Linked DNA regions of Mus musculus: region 2 is linked to region 1. A link is a contact called in public Hi-C data. All regions are on one chromosome and are shown on one strand. The core of a region is the stretch at or near the end of the contact, and the rest is flanking DNA. Distances in the headings are between cores, read along the strand shown. Region 1 overlaps Aig1 (androgen-induced 1). Region 2 has its middle 80 kb from the start of Gm51759.

Region 1 (3,842 bases), core at 849-3,348:
ACAGTGTCCTGACTGTTTTTTTTTTTCCTTTTAAAGATTTATTTATTTATTTTATGCATAAGTACACTTTTGCTCTCTTCAGACACACCAGAAGAGGGCATCAGATCCCATTATGGATGGTTGTGAGCCACCATGTGGTTGCTGGGAATTGAACTCAGGACCTCTGGAACAACAGTTCGTGCTCTTAACCGCTGAGCCATCTCTCCAGGCCCTGTGTCCTGACTTTTAAACATGAATGTGAGAATGGATACAATATGGTGTAGGGAAGTCGTGAGAGCAGCTCAGCTGTGACACACTGGGCAGCAGGTAGGTGCCCAGGGACTGTTCGTACAAGAGCAGTGTTTGTAAGGCAGAGTCAAGAAATGGGTTCAGATATTGACTGGAAGCGTCTAGAAGGGAGACTAAAGTCATCAAGGAATGAGGTCATCAGTGGAAGGTTACAGAGTAGTTTGGGTGGAGGGGGTATGTGCTGAGCACAGGTTTGGAGACTCCCTGCCGGGGAGGAGAAAATGGGCACTAAAAAAAATGTTTGCAGAGGTGGCCAGTTAGATCCCTTCCTTGTCCTGAAATAAAAGGTGAAAGGCATAAGGGGAATGAGGGAGAGGGGTAGACAGAGATGCAGGTTGCATCAAAGAGACGGCAGCATCCACTCAGTCAGTGATTCCGAAAGCCAAGGGGAAAGCAACCTTAGTGACAGGATGGTTGGAGGGAGCTGAGAGGCTGAGGAAGGCTCACAGGGAAAGTTATCTGTGAGCAGGCAAGGTCAACAGCGCCTCTAATTCTTAGCTCTCCAGGGACACGGAGAGCAACTGAGAACCAGCCCTTTTGGGTGGGAGAGGATGGAACTGAACAATCAGTACTGGGGATTGGCATGGACAGTATGCTCAGGCCTTCTTAGTTCACGTGCAGAGCTAAGGAACTCATGTGACCCGCACACTGGTGAACACTGTGAGGGACCCGGGGCAAATCACCGTCAGGTGGGAAATTCTCAGTTGTCCACACAGGCTTCTTGTTAGAATCCAAGAAAACAATGCTTTTTCGGCAAAGCACTTGTGAAAAAAAATGAGCAGATTGGGATAATGGGAAAGCAATGACATTCTCGGCTCCCAAGGGAGAGCTGAGCTCTGGAAATAACTTAATACGTGAACCATAGGAACGTTTCAGAAAAAAAAAAAAATGCTTTCAACATTCTCAATAGAGAATTCAGAGAGACAATCACCATGAAAGAGGAGCAAGGCCCATGAGAACAGGACATAGAATGAAAATAAAAACGCTGTTTGGGAAAGAGAAAGAGACTCTGCAGACATGCAGGATTCTTTTTATTTTTCCTGCTTAGAGAGATGAAAGACTTTCATGAGGGACTCTTCTTATGAGTTCATTAGTCTCCACAACTCTGAGAGGCAGATGTTTGTTCCCATTTTAGAGGAGGCAAAAACCAAAGTTCCCGTGACCTCTGACTATGGCAGTACATACTCGGTTGCTTGCTCTTGGAAAATTCTTGTCTCAAAGTTTCACTTGTCATTGGGCCATGGAGATACCTCAGTGCCAGACTTCCCTCTGGTAAAGCAGTTTCCTCTGCAGCTTATCTATTTCAGGACAGAAACGGAAGGACAGTGGCCTGTCCCACGGCTGCCCCTCCCTTACTTGCTGTATCCCTCCCGGCTCAGCTGTGAGGCATACAGAAGGTCCTGAGACCACATTCCAGCCTCAGCATCAACAGTCACCAAGGATTCTCCAGTGCTTGCCTTTATGAGTATGGAGAGGTACCTCCTTCTCAGGAGGCTCCACAGAACTCATAGTCAAGTAGCAAGGGCACTCACTGCCCCTTACCAGTCTAGGCTGGGAGAGCTGGGGAGAGGGCCTTGGAGGAGAGTGAGCTGCTTTGACGGTGGGAAGGGAGTCCTTAGCTACCTCTTCACTAGCCAAGGTATCACACTTTTGGCTTGAACCCTGGACTCTACTACCGGAAAATCTGAAAAACGTAACAAAACAGTCCCCCCAAACCCAAAAGTACTATAAAAGACATAAAAGTCAACAGGAGAGGCCACTATGGGGGGAATAAAAGGCTCAGGTCGAGCAGGAGGAAATGAAACCTTCTAATGATGACAGTAAAGGTTGACTCAGCTGGTGAGGAGGCATTCTATTGAGTGGGACTTTAATATGATCTAGATTTCCACCTTCATTCTAATTTTTTCTCATGTCTAAGAAGATTATTTTTTACAGTACATCTTTTTGTCAAAAATCTTCAGTGTGTCTGAAGATAATGCAGGTAAGGAGAAAGCTCCTGCTTTCATTTCAGCGGGAGCTTGAGAAGACACGGAAAGGTGGCAACAAGAAAAACAAGGAGGATCCCAGGAGTCTGTGGCTGACTTCGGTGGGACGTAGACTTCAGACCTGAAACCATTTGGGACTGGATCGTAAAAGGGAAATCACACTGACGTCTGAGTTAACTTTTTTTTTTTTTTTTTAATGTTGTGAAGTTGTTTAATGAACACATTTGGGATAATGAGATTCGGAATATGGAATCTGTCTTAAAGCATCAGGGCTGTGAGACAATAAATGGCAGATTTTCATGTTCCTCAGAGTTGTTTTTGATTTCTAAAGTACAGACTGTGTGAATGAGGGAAGTGAGTCACACAGTGAGGGGAAGAACTCAGCACCCTAACTGGAATGCTCAAATCCTGAAGAAGAAAACATCGGAGCTTTCATTGCTGTGTGCCGAGGAGCTTCTGAGACCTGACTGCACCAAATGAGTTTCTACTGGGATGGAGGCCTTGGACTGTGGGCTCTGCAGGAAAGCACGGGGTCCTCCCAGCCCCCGCGGACTCATTCCGTCCTTTTCCATAACTTCAACCCAAGAAAGCAGGGGCTCAAAAAGGTGAAGTGGGAGAAGCTGGGGCCCCAACCCAGGAAAGGGTCTTAATCCCCAGACCTGACCACACTTGATGTTTTCTTCAAAATACATAGAAAAACAAAACTTTCCATAATAAATTCAGCCGCAGGACTACTGACACAGGAGGCAGCAGGGGCATAGTTAACTGTGGACTCTGAGCCCATGTACATGAGCTTGCACTATCACTTTGGTAATAGGCTATTAGTGTGTCTCAGGCAAGCTATCCATCCTCTGTGAGCTTTTATTCCTTCTCTGTAAAATGGGTAAGAAATGCTTGCCTTACTGCAGAGTGATCTGAAGGTAATAAAAGAGCATTTGAAAAGCGTGTAACAGCATAGCATCTGTCTCCAAGGAGCAGTACCATGATCCATGATACTCATCATTCTGCTGTAGACCAAGGGCTCCCAGCGCACGCTCAGCGTTTTAGAAAAGGCTACAGAGAAATGTGTAGGGGGTGGTGGTGGAGGGGGGTGTGTGGGAAGGGAGTTAAGAGCGCCTCAGAAGTGGACAGAATACTTGTGTCTCAAGTATTGGAGCAACTAAGAGGGAACCACGGCAGGCAGGCATACATGCGTCTGAGGAGTCTAGAGTGACCAAGGGAAGACCCCGATGGAGCTGGGGGTGGGGGGAACAAGCTCAGAGATGACAGTGAACGAAGGTCCTCAATGACCCTATCCAAATCTAGAAGGAGAATAGAACGAGACAGGAAGGAGACTTAGGAGCCTGGAGAACCAGAGTCCAACAAGAGTAGCCAGACAGCCTGGCCAGCAGCCCTGAGGTACAGTCAACTTGCCATGCTCAGCAGTGGAAAGAAGACCCATTTATTGTATAATTATCACACGATAAGAGGAATTGTTTTCCCCATCTTGGCATGGAGTTCTGGAATGATTGAGTACAACACCGGTATGCTGTCAGAAGTCTTCGTTTCCTGACTCTCTCACTGTTGGGT
Region 2 (4,362 bases), core at 1,620-4,119, 520 kb after region 1:
GAGACAGACAGAGAGACAGAGACAGAGAGAGGCCTTTAAGAAGAAATGTGATCTAGATTAAGATCTGAAGAAGAAATGAAATTTATAGGTGTTAAATTCAACCCATTGCCTCAGTCTACTGAGAAATGCTTACATGTCAGTCTGACGTGTGTACGCTTTCATTTCATTTCTCTTTCTGAATTACAGAAATAATCATCTGAGTTGTAGACAAATGTCACCATTTATGTGCACAACATGGCCAGGGACCAGTTTTGATTGTACTCCAGATCCTCTCATGAACATTTCCAGATCCCTCTGGTGCCTTCCTTTAGTACACCCTTTTATTTTGATATTTTACTTTAGGTGTCTGTGCTTTTTGTATGTGCATTAACATGGGTGCATGTGTGTTACCACTCTATGTGCACACATGTGATGGCCAAGTGTCAACCTCTGTTGTCTTCCTCAGATGCTTTCAACCTTTGTTTCATCTACTAATTAAAATTATTCATTGACAATTTTACACACACACACACACACACACACACACACACACACACACACACTGCATCCTGAGTACTCTCATTCTCCTCTGTAACCTGTCTCTGTGACCTTCTCTGTCCCCACAGAAGTTGGTACCAGGATTGGTTCTAGAGGAACAGAAGTATAAGAATGAATCTTTTAAAAATACTGGGGCTATTGATGCTGGTTAGCTGGAGCTAAGAAATTAGCGGTGATTAAGAAGAGACCACCATCATTGAGGTGACATCTTCTGGGAAGTGTTTTCTGAGAGCACAGAGGCTGTGTTCCAGAGATAGCCAAGGTTGTACCTTGTGCTGTGGCTCAACTTGGAAATGTGTAAGAGTTACCCAGGTGGTACTGGTTTTGAAGGCATGAAGGGGTCACGCTGAGGCTCGGCACTGTGAGAGGCCATGGAAGGCCATTGGTGAAGGTGCAGCCTCAGTTGCAATCGATGGCCCAGGACTGAGGGGGTCATGCAAAGGAGCTGAGACTTGACACCATGAAGAGAGCCTATGAGAGGCTATTGTTGAGGCCAAGTTACAGTGGAAGACAGCAGTGGTTTGGAGATGCCAGTACCATGAGATGACCACTAAGAACAGAAGCAGCAGTGGAGTACAGCTGGAGCCTAGAAGACAAGGTGTGTGCTACAAAGGGCATGGCTGGAGAAGTGACCCAAGCCCTTGGAGGAGCCCAGAAGATTGTGAGTTTGATCCCAGACATTGGACAGTTGGAGTTTAATTATTGCTTTTGATTGTGACTGTGCCCTGATATTTTTCCCTCTTGAAGGAAGAAAATATTTTAGTGGATCCCACAGGTAAGATACTTTTAATTGTAAAAAGACCTTGGATTTTAAAAGATATTGGATATTTTTAAAGGATTGAATTTTTAATATGTAAAGACTGTGGGACTTTTAAAGTTATTCAAGATCTTGGAGATGAATAAGAACTAAGGGTTGAGGCTTACTAGTGATGTGTTTGTTTGTCAAGTTGACAAGGGATCAATTATACTGGCTGGTTTTATGCGTCAACTTGACACAGCTGGAGTTATCACAGAGAAAGGAGCTTCAGTTGGGGAAGTGCCTACATGAGATCCAACTGTGGGGTATTTTCTCAATTAGTGATCAAGGGGGAAAGGTCCCTTGTGGGTGGGACCATCTTTGGGCTGGTACTCTTGGTTCTATAAGAGAGCAGGCTGAGCAAGCCAGGGGAAGCAAGCCAGTAAAGAACATCCCTCCATGGCCTCTGCATCAGCTCCTGCTTCCTGACCTGCTTGAGTTCCAGTCCTGACTTCCTTTGGTGATGAACAGCAGTATGGAAGTGTAAGCTGAATAAACCCTTTCCTCCCCAACTTGCTTCTTGGTCATGATGTTTTGTCCAGGAATAGAAACCCTGACTAAGACACCCTCCTTTGGTCTCTCACTTTCACGAGGATCCTGTTATTTACTAAGCTGACCTAGGGAGCAGTAGGGACCTTCTCAACACTGTGTTTACAAGTGTGTGCTATACCCTGCTTTTTTTTCCCTGGATTCTGGGGATGCAACTCAGATCCTCACGCCTGAGGAGCAGGACTTTGCTGACCAAGCAATCTCCCCAGCCCCTCAATGAACTTTCCTTTCTGACTCTGTTTAAAGTGGATAAACAGTATGGTTAATGTTGAATCCACTTACCACCTTGCTTTAAGATTCCTTGCTCATGCACCTCATTATATATGCTTATATCCAAAAAGGCTTGATCTTGGCTGAATGTGGGCACACTTCCCAAAGCCTCCTGATGCTTTCGGGTAAGTGGGCTGTCAATCAGAAGCTCTGGCTGAGGATGCAAATGCCTGCCCTTTCCAGCTTCATGGCTCTTTGGGTGGTGTCCTTAGGAAGCGCTCTCAGCTGGATGAGAAGCGAGTTAGACTCTGTCATACTCCACCTCATAGAACCCACTCTCCAGCTCTGCTATTTTTGCTTCTCCTCTTACACTGCTGTTTGCTCTTTAAAATAAGTGTCTGCTCATTATTCCTTCAAGCCCCACTTGACAATATCCAAAGGGACCAATTCAGCTACCAAACATGCACTACAAACATAAACAAGCGAGAGGCCGAATGAATGTTTCATTTTTCAACCTATTTTGACATGTTGGAGATGCATATTGATCTTTCCTTGCTTTCTCCGATCTTCAGCAACTACCCGGATGGAAGGAAGACAAAGAAACAGTTTTTTTTTTTTTTTTCTTTTAGTCCTCAGACTAATTGCTCTCCCTCAGTTTTTGCTTCATTGTATCATACATCTGCGGCTTCTGGGACAGATTGCAAGCTCCCAGAAGGGAGGGGGAGTAGTTTGTTATGAAACAGGAAGTGAGAGTCGGAGTAGCATGTGTCAAGCAAGGCCTGTGGTTTCTATTTAAGTGACAGAATCAGCTCTGGAGATGAAGTAGAGAGAGGAGACAGTCTTTCCTAAGTGCAAAGTCACGGCTTTTCTGAATTATATGACTGATACATTTTTGTGGAACAACATTTTTTTTTAAATTACTTCCAAACTTCATTTGAAGCTCACATTGCCAAGAAAGCCAGACTACCCTTCCCTCATAACTCCATGACATCACCCAGTTAAATCACTTTTCAGGGAACATCTCTGTTTTGCTCCTGCTATTAAGTATTATCTAATGTTCTTCCCCGAATCCACTGGAAAATTAGACTCTTTTTGTTAAGGTTTAAGTTGTAATGTTATTACTGATGTGTAGCCATGGATGGCCTGTTTTGAGAAAAAAATTAATTTTAATTTTAGCAGTAGCGTGTTATGGCTTGTGTGTGTGTGTGTGTGTGTGTGTGTGTGTGTGTGTGTGCAAAGAAGACTTTTTTTTTCTGTCTGGCAGTGAGTCACAGTTTTAGTACTTTGAAAGGCTTGCCACAGGCTTCTTTCTCACGTGTGAGCATCACTTTGAAATAACAGTGAGCCGAGCCGGCTGATGCAATTTTGAAGTTAGCTCCTCTGCAGAGAGCACAGGGAGAAGAAACAGGGAAGGCATTTGGCTAGAGGTCTCGGACAAGGTGAGAGTCCGCTGCAGCCTCCCTGTCAACCTGGATGACACAAAGACAGTGTTTGTTCCTGATCCCAGTCAGGAGAGAGACCCTCAGCAGGGGCCATAGCAGACAGCCAACTTTTTCTATGTTACAGTGTTAAAAATATACTTTGATGTCATTCTTGGAGCTTTCAAATACAGAGGAATCGCTGAACATTTGTGCACTTCTCAAAGCAAGTTATGGATAAATTAATAACAATTTTCAGGTTAAAATATAGGACAAAGTGCTATATTTTATTTTCATCTAAACAGAGACTGAGTTCTTCTTGTCTGTTACTGAATACTTTACCCAGATGCAGGGAAGATGACTTCGGCTCATCAAAAATATATGACTCGTTGAATTATCAAAATGCAGTACTTATTGAGTCTCTACTATTTAATAAGTGCTCTCTTAAAATGATATACTGAAACACTATTTAAAATTCTCTACATTCATTTACTCACATGCTTGTCCCTTCACTGTGGAATAAACAACATTACTCCATGGACTTAGGAGATGGGCTAGAGAGATGGCTCAGTGGTTAAAGGCACTGACTGCTCTTCTAGAGGTCTTGAGTTCAATTCCCGGCAACCACATGGTGGCTCACAACCATCTGTAATGGGATCCGATATCCTCTTCTGGCATGCATGAAGGGAGCTACAGTGTACTCATAAAAATAAAATAAATAAATAATTCTTTAAAAGCCCATAAATATAGGCTCATTCTCTATCTCTCTGAAGTCCAGTAGTCCGGTCTGGAAAGGCATAAGAAAAATTAGGCTCACTGTAAATACTATTCTACTGGGTGGGAACGGAAGGA

What was found. Hi-C and Micro-C count contacts between places; a contact is called where the count stands out from the background.
Region 2: a contact with region 1 is called in a Hi-C map of bone marrow-derived macrophages, with 15 read pairs. The contact joins two enhancer-like sites. A contact is called at or near these places in 2 of 15 datasets of contacts at CTCF or cohesin (large pre-B cells and pro-B cells), 5 of 484 Hi-C or Micro-C datasets (LSK cells, bone marrow-derived macrophages, cerebral cortex and 2 more), 2 of 115 datasets of contacts at active chromatin or transcription factors (astrocytes and heart atrium) and 1 of 9 other capture datasets (embryonic stem cells).

What each region holds. Positions count from the first base shown.
Region 1 is chr10:13,684,738-13,688,579 of GRCm38.p6, forward strand. All of the region lies in intron 4 of Aig1 (androgen-induced 1), which reads right to left. Among named protein-coding and RNA genes, the nearest start is that of Pex3, 130 kb to the left of the region's middle. Within about 2 kb of position 2,099, at least 44 of the 459 cell types and tissues checked have an H3K27ac peak or open chromatin away from gene starts, as enhancers often do. A contact at or near this core is called in bone marrow-derived macrophages, cerebral cortex and heart atrium, where this site is marked.
Region 2 is chr10:14,204,977-14,209,338 of GRCm38.p6, forward strand. No RefSeq gene overlaps it. Among named protein-coding and RNA genes, the nearest start is that of Gm51759, 80 kb to the left of the region's middle. Within about 2 kb of position 2,870, at least 130 of the 459 cell types and tissues checked have an H3K27ac peak or open chromatin away from gene starts, as enhancers often do. A contact at or near this core is called in bone marrow-derived macrophages, cerebral cortex and heart atrium, where this site is marked.